Linked DNA regions of Sus scrofa: region 1 is linked to region 2. A link is a contact called in public HiChIP or PLAC-seq data. All regions are on one chromosome and are shown on one strand. The core of a region is the stretch at or near the end of the contact, and the rest is flanking DNA. Distances in the headings are between cores, read along the strand shown. Region 1 holds the start of ECT2 (protein ECT2). Region 2 holds the start of MYNN (myoneurin).

The links. HiChIP or PLAC-seq counts read pairs in DNA pulled down with a chosen protein or histone mark.
Region 1: an H3K27ac HiChIP or PLAC-seq map of skeletal muscle shows a contact between it and region 2, with 4 times the contacts expected there. The contact joins the promoter of ECT2 here to the promoter of MYNN in region 2. A contact is called at or near these places in 1 of 5 promoter capture datasets (fetal liver) and 1 of 2 datasets of contacts at active chromatin or transcription factors (skeletal muscle).

Annotation. Positions count from the first base shown.
Region 1 is chr13:111,246,132-111,251,710 of Sscrofa11.1, forward strand. ECT2 (protein ECT2) reads left to right here and starts at 2,084. Exons shown (of 26, transcript XM_021069804.1): 1 at 2,084-2,233.
Region 2 is chr13:108,433,330-108,439,453 of Sscrofa11.1, forward strand. It overlaps MYNN (myoneurin), which reads left to right and starts at 1,865. Exons shown (of 7, transcript XM_005669990.3): 1 at 1,865-2,528; 2 at 3,311-3,607. The coding sequence starts at 3,342. ACTRT3 (actin-related protein T3) reads right to left here and starts at 1,037. Exons shown (of 2, transcript XM_003358668.4): 1 at 1-1,037. TRNAV-AAC (a tRNA gene) reads left to right here and starts at 91; the gene lies at 91-163.

The DNA.
Region 1 (5,579 bases), core at 834-3,333, 2.8 Mb after region 2:
AGAGGCTAACATTTATCATAAAGAATCTTGGCTGAGACTTGCCTTAGAAGAGAACAGAACCCTGGCCGTGGGCAGTAGCAAGAGGGCTGTATCTTCTAGACAAGCACAACAGGCTTTCCCTTAGAAGAGAGAGATTAAGTTTGGTTCAGAGGGACTGTCCTGTCTCTAGCAGGAAAAGAATACAATGGAGGTCTTTGTTGGATCAAGCTTTGTCTGTTGGGGGTTGGGGGTCGGGTGGGATTTGGGGAAGGGTAGGGCAAGGGGAACAGAAACAGGTGCCATGGCTTCTGTGGTGAGGTGTAAGAAGGCAGTATAGAGAACCATCCATTACATCTGGAAATTAAAGGGCCTCAGCTGAGATAACAGTAATGGTACTAGCAGCATCCACAGTACCAGTAAAAGTAGTAGAATTACTAACAGCTAACATCTATTCAATGTTTCTTATATGCCAGAATATGTTTTAATTACATATATTAACTTTTTTATGTAAACTTTTATATAAACTTTTTTATATAAACTCAAACCAAGGCATAGGGAGGTTAAATAACTTGCTTGAGGTTACATGCCTAGAAAATGGAAAAGGATGTAACATAGTTAGGAAATGTTAGAAGACTGTATTACTTGTTTATTTGCTAGTCAAACTGCCATATAACCCTGAAAAGGAAATCAAGCACAGCTTTTGTTAAGCTAGTACACAATTTGCATGGTGATATCTTATGGGCAATTATTAGATTTGGGCGCAAACCCTAAAAGGGATCAATGCACAGGTTGCTTTCTTCACTAGCTTAATACATTTTCAGTGATGAGGCTTTTTGGAATGCTGGGGCACACCCTAGTTGAAGTATGCAAGCACATTCCAAAGTGAAATTTCAATTACTGGTTTTCTTTTCTTTTGCCCTAACAGTTATCATGACATTAAATGAGGGGCAGACTGTAAGTATTCTTCAATTATAAAGGGAAACAAATAATTACCAGACTGTTTCTTTCATTTTGTGGAATGTGTTATAAACTTCTTAGGCTTTCTAAGTGACCTGACAAAATTAGGAAAAATTCTAAATCCTGACGACCCTTTCAGTTGTGCAGAAGTGTTACATTCCAAAATACACGTTTTCCTCCTCTTATGAAAATTTAAGCTTCCAGCAATAGATTGTCCTTTCTTCCTTTATTTAAACCAAGGATTAGGTAGGGACTATGCAAAACTGATCTTTGGGAAGCAAATTTTTAAGAGGTTGTATTACAGGGCATTATATTTAGAAATGAAGAAAATAAAATATTTTCATTATAGCAATAGTAATTACTGGAAAAACAAATTCTTGGCTAGACCTCAGAGGAAAGGAGCAAATCTCAGGGTGTGTGTGTAGGGGGAGGGGGGCAACTGGAAGCAATTTACTTTAACTCCAGGAGATTCTAGAATCTCGTAATATATTTTTACAACTGTTCAAGTGCAAGAAGGGAGAGAGGGAGGGAGGAAGGGAGAGAGGGAGGGAGGAAGTCCTGGAAACACTAAGAATTTATTTTTCTAATCACCGGTGAAATTCCTTAATCCAGACACACTTGCTTTGCATAAATCAGGATTTAAATAAGCGGCTGCTGATTTGAAGTCCACCTGGAGTGCCGGCGAGTTCCCTTGTCCTCAGCCCTGCCAGGCCAACACAGTAACCAAACCCCAAACTCCACAACCAAACTAAAAATTTAAAGCAAAAAGTTTACAAGCAGAAAACTCTTAAAGAGCTCACAAGAAGCAATGGGGGAAAATTCATCTATCAAGGCACTGATTAAGTTTAAAGGATTTGGTGAAAAAGTTTTTTTTGAGGAACTTAAACCTTCCTTACGAAATAGGATGTTTACTGAAAAAACAAGCGGTAGCCATAGACACACCTGCTACTCCCACAGAAGCCCAGTAGCCACTACCGCCATCTTCTGGTCACATCCGGGCACTTCTTTACCCATTCCCGACGTTCCGACGTCGGAGCCGTTGGGTTTATTTGAAACACACGCACAACCAATCAGTCGGCGCTTGCGGGGAGGTGGGCGGAGAACAGCGGCCAATCACCTCCCCCTAGAGGCTCCAGCCTATGGGAGGGAGGTTGACATCACGCGCCAATCGGCATGGCTTTTGGAGAGAGCGGTTTGCTTTTTTGAATTGGCAGTGGCCGCCGGCGAGGAATGGCGGTAACGGTGAGAAGGCTTGGTGTTTGAAGTGGTGGAACTTTCAGGGCGTCTTTAGAGCGTGGTGAGGGCTCTGTAGGTGTGGGAGGCGGAGGTGGGAATGGGTTGGCGATCCCGGAGCAGCGGGCCGCTCAGTTCGTGTCCCAGGGCCCCGCCCCGGTGACCGCGAATTCCGGAGCTCCCAGCCCAGGTTTCTCGGCTTTGGGAAACTTTCGGCCGGGTTGCCAACAGCGGGGGCCGGGAGGAGGAGTGGGAGCCCGAAGTCCACCTGGCTGCTAAGCTTCACCGGTCACCGAATTGGATGCTTTCTGTTAAAGAGGTTCTAGGCGAAGGGGGCAGCTGTTGGGAGGAGGGTCTTGGAGAGCCGCACTGGCCGCTGTGGTTCTAGGGGCCGGCAGCTGCGGCCTTTGGGAGCTTATCTCAGATTACTTAGTGGTTTCCCTTTTGGATTCTTCTCCGGCGTCTTCTCTGTGGGAAGTTTAGTTTCTAGTATTTCTGTAAAACGCCCGCCCATTTGGCGCCCCACGCTGGGTACAGATAAGTATGGTTTAGTGGTTCAAAAAGTGCAGCCTCGGGACTCAGCCGGGATTTGAATCCTTGTTTTGCTACTAACAGTTTGACCTGGGGGGTGTTGGTCTCTCTGCTTTAGGTTTCTTGATCTAAAAAATGGATATGGTAATAGAACCTGCCTCTTAGAATTGTCGCAAAGATTAAACGCAAGTTAGATGTTTAAGGACACTGTCTTAAGATTTAGAACAATGCCGCATATTAAGTTACTTGTTAATCAAGTGTCATATATGTTAGCAATCACGTTATTGTCAGTAACACCACCAATAAAACCAGTAGGGCATTTAGCTCCTCCACCCTGACAGATGATTGCCTAAAAAAAAAAAGTAAAAGAAAACAAAGTGAATATTTAAATGACAGCTTTTATCTTCGTGATGAAAAGAGGCATGTGTTGTAGTATGTATTTATCAGAAGCTCCTTGAGTATGTGCTCAGTTGAGAAATAATCTGTATGAGTTTATAAACACTAATTCTTTTGTGTTTATTTAAAAACTTACAGAATACATGAATGTGAAAATGCCATTAGTGTATTTCAGTCTGTAATCAGACTGTTGGTTGTTGTGTCATCAGTTTACTATACAGCTCTTTCTAAATTTTAAAGCTGTTTTGGCAATAAATTGGTCATGTACAGTTATCATCACAGACAATTTCAAATTTTTTTTTTTCTCTTTATGGCCACTCCTGTGGCATATGGAGCTTCCCAGGCTAGGGGTGGAATCAGAGTTGTAGTTGCTGGCCTACACCATAGCCATAGCAACACAGGATCCCAGTAGGTCTGTGACCTACACCGGCAGCGCTGGATCCTTAACCAACAGAGCAAGGCCAGTAATGGACCCTGTGTCCTCGTGGATACTAGTCAGATTTGTTTCCGCTGAGCCAGGACGGGCTCAACAATTTTAATTTATAACCGCCCACCTGTTAAACAGAGAAGCATAGGTGAAAAATATAAACTCAGGGTGTTTTTGATTTATTAAGGTCTCCCTCCTCCATTCCTTAAAGCAGGCTAATTCTTTTCTTTCTTTCTTTCTTTTTTTTTTTTTTCTTTTTAGGGCTGTGCTTGCTGCATACAGCATATGGAAGTTCTCTGGCTAAGGATAGAAACCTGCTGGCCTACTCCACAGCCATAGCAATGCCAGATCCAAGCCTTGTCTGTGATCTACGCCACAGCTCAAGGTAGTGCTGGATCCTTTAACCCACTGAGCGAGGCCAGGGATGGATGCTAGTTGGGTTCGTTACCACTGAGCCACAGGGGAACTCCGGCTAGTTCATTTCATTTTCTTTTTAACATTCTTTTGGGGGAATTTTAAATGAAAGCCTATTTAAAGCCTTTCTTTTTCATTGGAAACATTTAAGTGTAAGAGAGTTAACAAAAAAAATAAGGGCTGTAAAGAATTTATCATTGATTCTAAGTAAAGACTCTTGTTAACAACTATTGGTGCACTCCTTTGGAGAGCCTTAGAGTAATGATAGACATGGATGTACAGTAAGACAATAAATGATGTCCACACTTACAATAGTATATGAGAATGATAATTGTCACTCATTTAAAAACATCTAGGGAGTTCCTCTTGTGACTCAGTGGTAACGAACCCGACTAGTATCTATGAGAATGCGGGTTCCATCCCTGGCCTCGCTTAGTGGGTTAAAGATCTGCCTTTGCTGTTAGCTGTGGTGTAGGTCACAGATGGAGCTTGGATATGGCATTGCTGTGGCATAGGCCAGTAGCTGCAGCTCCTATTCAACCCCTAGCCTGCTAACTAACTATGTTGCAGGTGTGGCCCTAACAATAAAAATAAAATAAAATGAAAACATCATCTCTTCAGTGTTTATCAGATTTGTATTTGAGTTATTCTGTTATCTCTCTTACTGAATGTAGCAACTAAGGCTCTGAGGCTTAACCTACTAATTGCAGAGTTGAGACAGGTAGCTGAGTTTCTTGACTTTGAAGTGTGTACCCAATTAGGCTTAGGTCTATTATTAGTGTGTACGTCTTCACACTATTTGGTATCACCATACAGGAATGAGGCTAAGATACCTTAAACTATTAGTTTGATAAAAATCGGGTGAAAGTTATTTGTATATTTTATTAATCTAAAAAGGTAGGAAAATGTAAATTAGATCAGGCATGTACCTCTAGGTAAGATGGGTCCTCCTCAAATATTTGCCTGATATTCTGGAACTTTACTTCAAGATAATAAAAACACATAAAAACACCTGTTTGAATAGATGAAAAAAAGATTTTCTTTCATAGTGCAGAGTCATATTGACACTTGTCATTTGTCTCATGAAATCTTTTAGAGGAGAAACATTTGTTAAGTAATATGAAAATACATATACAGGAGCAGTCCAGTTATACATGGGCGATTTAGAGACATCCACAGAGGATAAGTGGAGTGGGGGGTCAGGAATTGGAAGACAAGATAGGTGGAAAATTGAGCACTGTTAAATGTAAGGTGTGGAGTAAATTGTGACTTGTGTTTGAAAAATGCTGGGAAATGTATTGTGTCTGGAGCACACAGTATATGTTGACTGGGGGAATTATAGGAGATAAGGATGAAGAGGTAGGCTAGGACTAGAGTGTAAACAGGATGGTGAATTTGAATTTGTATAGGGAACAGTGCTCATGGAAGTTATAATCAAGGAAGTAATATGGTCACATTGTTTTTAGGACCATAGCCGGAAAACCACGTTGAGAATGACCTCTGAAGAAACTGGTGATAGAAAAAGTTGTTTGGAGCTGTGTATTTGACCAAGTGGCCATTGTGGCATTGGCCACAAAAAGGCGGGCCATGTCCCCAGAGATACAGAGATGCTTGAGGGATTAATAGGAATTTTGGGGAGGGC
Region 2 (6,124 bases), core at 615-3,114:
GTTTAAAATTCCTTTATCTACTTTGAAGTGCTCAAGCTGCATGTTACAATAGCGATATCAACAAACTTCAGAGAGCTTGTTACTAGGAAGGTTTCCGTAGTGTAGTGGTTATCACGTTCGCCTAACACGCGAAAGGTCCCCGGTTCGAAACCGGGCGGAAACAGTGCCTTTGTTTCTTTTCCTCCCTCTTTGTTTTATGAAATTATGTTCTTCAAAAACATAATCTTGATAGAAACTTGCAGTAAAACATAATCTTGATAGAAACTTGCAGTATCTTGGAAATTTCAAATTGCTTGTTTTATTTAAATACATCTCACAACCTAATACTGAAAAAATAATGTAATGTACAGCCTGGTAACATTACCGGGCAGGGCCCTTTGGGGCTCCTGGGCACAAAAGCCTTTCTCTGTCCCCATTTCTTTTTAGGAAATAGGCCTCATTCAGCCTCCTTGACCTCCCTTGAGTGCCAAAGGGCAGGTAGTAGGAAGGAAAGATTACAGAAAACCAGATATCTAAAGTTGGGAAATTTAGCGCTTTTCTATGAAAGAATGCAAATGTCTAGGCTCACTGAAATCATCCTTTGATGTGCATCTCCACCAGTGTTCTGTGTTTTCACAGCCTGAGTTTCAAGGAGGGCAGGGTGGGGGGGCTCGCTCTCGGGAGTGGTTGCTAGATGGCAGGTATTCTTTGTTTCCTTCCTGAGTTCCCACAGGGCTCCGAGGTTCAGCCTCCGAGGTGGCTGCATTCCCGGTTGATTTGTGCCATCCTTTGTTTTGTGGACTTAACTATCAGTGTATGTGATAAAGAACTAAAAGACCCTAGCAAATGGAAGATGTTAACTACCTGATGAAGGATTGTTCATTCTGGAAAGAAGGACCACTAGAACCAGTCCTGGGGTCACAAAAACACCAACTTTGAAAAACAATGCAAGCCAGCATTTTCCCTGATCCTTATCTGTGGCCCTATTTTTCTACTTCCAAATTATAAAACCACTTCCTATTCTCTCCCAAAGGGGGGCACAGTCTTTAGGGCATTAGTCTGCTATAGCCCTCCTTTGCCTGGCAAAGCAATAAAGCTGTTACTTTTCTCCTTCACCCAAAACTCTTGTCTCCCTGTTTCTATTCAGCACTGGTGGACAGAGAGGTCCAGTTTCCACAACAAGGTAATCAAACACAGCACAAAAACTGGAGCCCTGGAGCCCTTGAGGACTCTGTATTACAAGTCATTTGGTTTTCCACTTGAGATTACAGATTTATCTAAACCCGAGACCATGTTTTATACTTCTAAATACTCAATATCTGTTCAACACATAGCAGAGGCTCATAAATATCTGAGTGAATTAATTACCAAAAAGGATTCTGACAAAACTAAAAGTGCAATCAGAAAGAAAATTATACTTATAAACATAAAATCAAGAAAGAACCAGCCTCTTTTTTTCCTAACGGTTGTGGTTTTATTCAAAAATATGATTCATACTGAGGAAAACTTAGAGACCAAACGGAATCTGTTTTTTTAAAAAAATCTCAGGAGAGAAGAAAAGAAACTCAAGTTGACACTGTCCTGAAAAATAAAGTCGCGAGTAAACTTCCTACGATCCTCATATAACTTTTAACAAGAAAAAAATGTTGAAGTTTTGGTTTTCTTAGATTTATAATGTCCAAGCGTGGTATAATTCACCCTAACATATCAGCATGACTTATCTTACTGTTTCTGTCTTTTCATTTTATGCAGATAAGCGGCACCCCTTTCCCTCACTGTACAAAATCTGAATACAACGTAAATCATTGTATTAAAGTTTTTCTAGTCCAGACGCAGAACATTTTCCGGTATAAAGCCCACCTTTCCCCACGCGCATGCCCAGTATGCCCTACTGCTTTGCACCGCTTTCGTGCATCCCAGGCTTCCAACACCAGGTAAGGGTATCCTGCAAACTGGATTCCGGTTGGCTGATGCAAACAAGAGCTTTTGGGTAGGTAAACTAAAAAGGAGTGATCAGTCTCAGCTCAAAAATTCCCATGGTCGAGAGCCCAAGTATATAAAGCAGCTGTTCCCACCGGTGGGGCCTCAAGAAAGGTGAGGCTGATGGGAGAAGTCGAGCAACTAACTACAAGCCCCAGCATGCAATGCACAATTTGGCTCCCGGAAAGAGGCGCGCTGTGCAGCGGAAAGCAGCCTTGGCCGGCAACACGAGTCGTGCGCGAGATGCTGACGGTCAGCCAACCAGAATGCTCAGAATGAGGAAGAGAGGCGGGGCGCTGTGAGCGTCCCCTTAGATCTCGTATCTATGACTCTCCAGTTTCCGGGTCTCCTGGCCCGCTAGGGAGGGGGTTCTCTGTGCGCCAGCCTCTTCCAGGCGGGTGTTAGATCTCCACGGTCCTAAGAGCCTACGCTGTTGCCACGGATCTCCCAGAGCCGGATGTGACGTCGCCTTGGAGTAGGAAGGGAGAGGCGGAGCGTAGCCCAGTGACGTCCTTCCAATATGGCGGAGTGAGAGTGAAGAAACAGTGTTTCCCCTTGGGTTGCTATAGGTGAGTTCTGTCTTTGCCCCCAGCCCGCCATCCCAGCTCCCTCCAGATCCTGGGTCACTAGAGGGCAGGTTCCTTGGAGCGCGAGCTGTTGTCGGAGCCAAGTGTTAACGTTGAAAGCTCGGGCGAGGCAGTCCTGGTGTTGGCCTTGGCCACAACCTCTGCTGTGGGAATTCGCGGGAGTGGGAGCTGGGCGAAGGGCAGGGAGGCAGAAACCAGGAGAGATCGGCTTTGGTTGTCACCCTATGATACCACCTCGAGTGGGGAAGGAAGGGGTGTGGCTTCCTCGGGGTGAGTGACCTAACCTTTGACAACTCTTGGCCCTGCCCCCTCGGCACCCGTCTAGCGTTTTGAAGCCACTATGTAACAGGTTTCATTGGGGAGCAGTTTTCAAGACCTCGTACCGTGTCCTTACTCAGTTTGCCCCAACGATCATTCTTTTAGTGGTTGATTTTTTCTCCCAAATATATGTTTGCCTACTGAGCTTGAAAGTGAAAGTTCAGCTGATCCAAAAGCGTGGAATTTTGCAGTGCTTTTTTTTTTCCTTTTTTTCCCCGCTTTGTGGAAATATTTTCTCGCGTCGCCATTTATTACCGCGTCCAAAGGATTGTGTTAGTTGACCAAGATGAAATAAAAGCTAGGAAGGCATTTGTCCCTTCGGCATTTTTTAACCATATCTGTGAATTTTCTGGGGACGTAAAATGAGAACAGACTTTATTCTTGTTGCGTGAAAAGTTTGATGACAGCTTAGGTTTACTAATTTACTATTTATTTTTGTTTTTTAGAACAAGGGTAAAATTCGTTTGTGATATCAAAATGCAGTATTCGCACCACTGTGAGCACCTTTTAGAGAGACTGAACAAACAACGGGAAGCTGGTTTTCTTTGTGACTGCACCATAGTGATTGGGGAATTCCAGTTTAAAGCTCATAGGAATGTGCTTGCCTCCTTTAGTGAGTATTTTGGTGCGATCTACAGAAGCACTTCTGAGAACAATGTCTTTCTTGATCAGAGTCAGGTGAAGGCTGATGGATTTCAGAAACTGTTGGAGTTTATATACACAGGAACTTTAAATCTTGACAGGTAAAGTACACATTTTATTTCCACTTATAAAAGCTGGTCAATAGTCTTTAGAGCTAAACCATTTTGGTATTTTTTCCATACAGTCATTGAACTCTTCAAATATTGATATGTACAGTGTTGTTTTTAATGAATCAGTGTCACTGATTTGGGATAAACAGACTATGTTTTGTAAGCACAAAAAAATACAGATGTTAATGTAGTTAACGCATTGTTTCTGACACATTTGATTTATCTGCTGAAATAAAGCTTGTGATTTCAGTTATGTAAACTTAAAATATGATAAATATTAATTCCAATTTCCCCTAGCTTTTTATCTTTATGATTCTCTGGTCTTCTCTCTCACTCTCTGTCCCCTTCGTCTTAAGGTCTTTGGGGTGAGAAGGTGTAAGTGGAAAAGAGATCCTCCGTTTATTTAATAGTGCTCCCATTTCCAGCCATAAATAGCAACATGCAGGACTTCTTCCTGATCTTGATTCAGGAAAATAATTCCATTGGCATGTTAATGGCAATGACTCTTGTTATTTCTGTACAGCTATCAGTACTAATGTTTAAGTCAGGTCCAAGAGGCTAGAATGCTTAGCTAAGATGCTTAAAACAGTTGTTGCACTGACAAGAAGTAGATTCTGAGGAATTGGATAATGCAGGCACTTTGTGTCTTACATGCATGATGGACTATATAATGAGATTAATATCAATACATTTACTGCTTATTGGGGGAAAGGTGGTGGGGATAAAAGGAAAGAGAAACCAAATTACTCTTGTCTTTTCTCCAGCTTTTATGCAAGTGTAAACTTGAGTAGATCATCATCTTGACATCGAAAGATTATGTGCTTTAGAATTAGAGCTTGCCTTTCAGTTGCTATCTCTGAGCAATCTAATTGCAGCCTCTCTAAGCCTTGGTTTCAGCATCTGTAAAAATGAGATGGTAATAACTACATTGATTGTTACTGTGAAGATTTAGGGTTTACTTAAAGGCCTACCTCCTTTAAGGCCTTAAACTACTGTTTCTTAGTTTCCATCCTTTCTTTCCTCTTCTCTGTCCTACTCTTCAAGCTCTTTAATTCCACATTTCTTAGAGAAAAGTGAGGGGAAAAAACAAAAAAAGGGACACCCAAAATTCTGCTACCCACTGAGTGTTAACCACTCTGAACACATTGATATTCTTTCATTCTTTTCCAGATATATACATGTACATATTAAGGAAAACCCTTCTCTCTCTCTTAACATTGCAGCTTATCTCGGAAATATGTTTCTTTAAAAAACTGGATTCAGGCTGTTCTGAAATCCTCCTGAAAAGGAAATATTCATGCTGTTTGGAATTACTTTTAAATTTTAGTGTAATGAAATTTTGGAGTCAGTTCTGCATAAGTTAAAGAAACAAAGCAACATCGTAGATTAATGTCACATGATGTTATTTAAGTTTATTGAATATTTGGCTATACAAATACCTCTTATCTAAAAATTTAGAATAAGTAATAAAAAATCACAAAATCTGTAAATTTTGGTTGGTCTTCAATTTAGTGGTTTCCCTTTCTCAGTTAACTTTGCCAGAAAAATCTTGAATTATTTGAACTTTCATGCAAAGAACCAATGTGAAGAAGAGCCAGATGTTTTGCTTAGTCTTTTTTGATAACATGTCTTTCTTGGGATGCTGGGGAGCTAATTGTTTGAGCCCAGCTGCAAATGTAAGAGAAGATGTATACCAAAAATAGAAAGTCTGTATAACTTAGTGAATAAGAAAAAAGAATAGTAGAGAATTTAGTGGACTCAGGAGCCAAATCACCTTGATCAAATCTTAGTTCTAACACTGTCTGATCTTGGACAAGTTACTTAATTTCTTGGGCCCACTGAAACTTCATTTATATGTAAAGTGGGGATTATATAGATTTCATGGTCATGTCCTGAGGATAACATGAACTACTTATACAAAGCATTTAGCCATAAGCCTGGCAATATATAATTAAATGACTTTCAGTGACTGTTCAAAAAGTGAAAGCAAGTGTGCAAGCACTGTAACTTAGTGCTCGTAAAAAGGAGATCAATTATGGACGTAAGTGCTTACTGAATCTCTTCACTGTGACTGAGATTATACGCTATCTATGAAATAGATAAATAATTTGTATGAATCACTGTTTCACTACTGAACAGTTTGTGAATCAGGACTAGTTTGTATTGATTTTAAAGGCCGTCTCACCTTGTTTGTGGTTCATTTTATGGAGCACTGAGCAAATTATAATAAGTGATAGAATTAATTTGGGTTTTATTCTAATAATGCTCCTCATTTATTGTAATTTAATAATAGACTGTAACAAAATCAATAAAAATGCTTAAGATATATAATGTTTTTAGGAAGCGACAGTGCTATCTATATACATGCAAAAAAATATGAAAGATGAATAAGATTTTATTTATGTTTGGGGTATTCATGCTATATCTTTGCAGATAGTTAACTTGATTACAAAGATTATTTGTAATTTGCTCCAAAATTACAGCCAAAGGCCATGAAAAGAGGAAAGA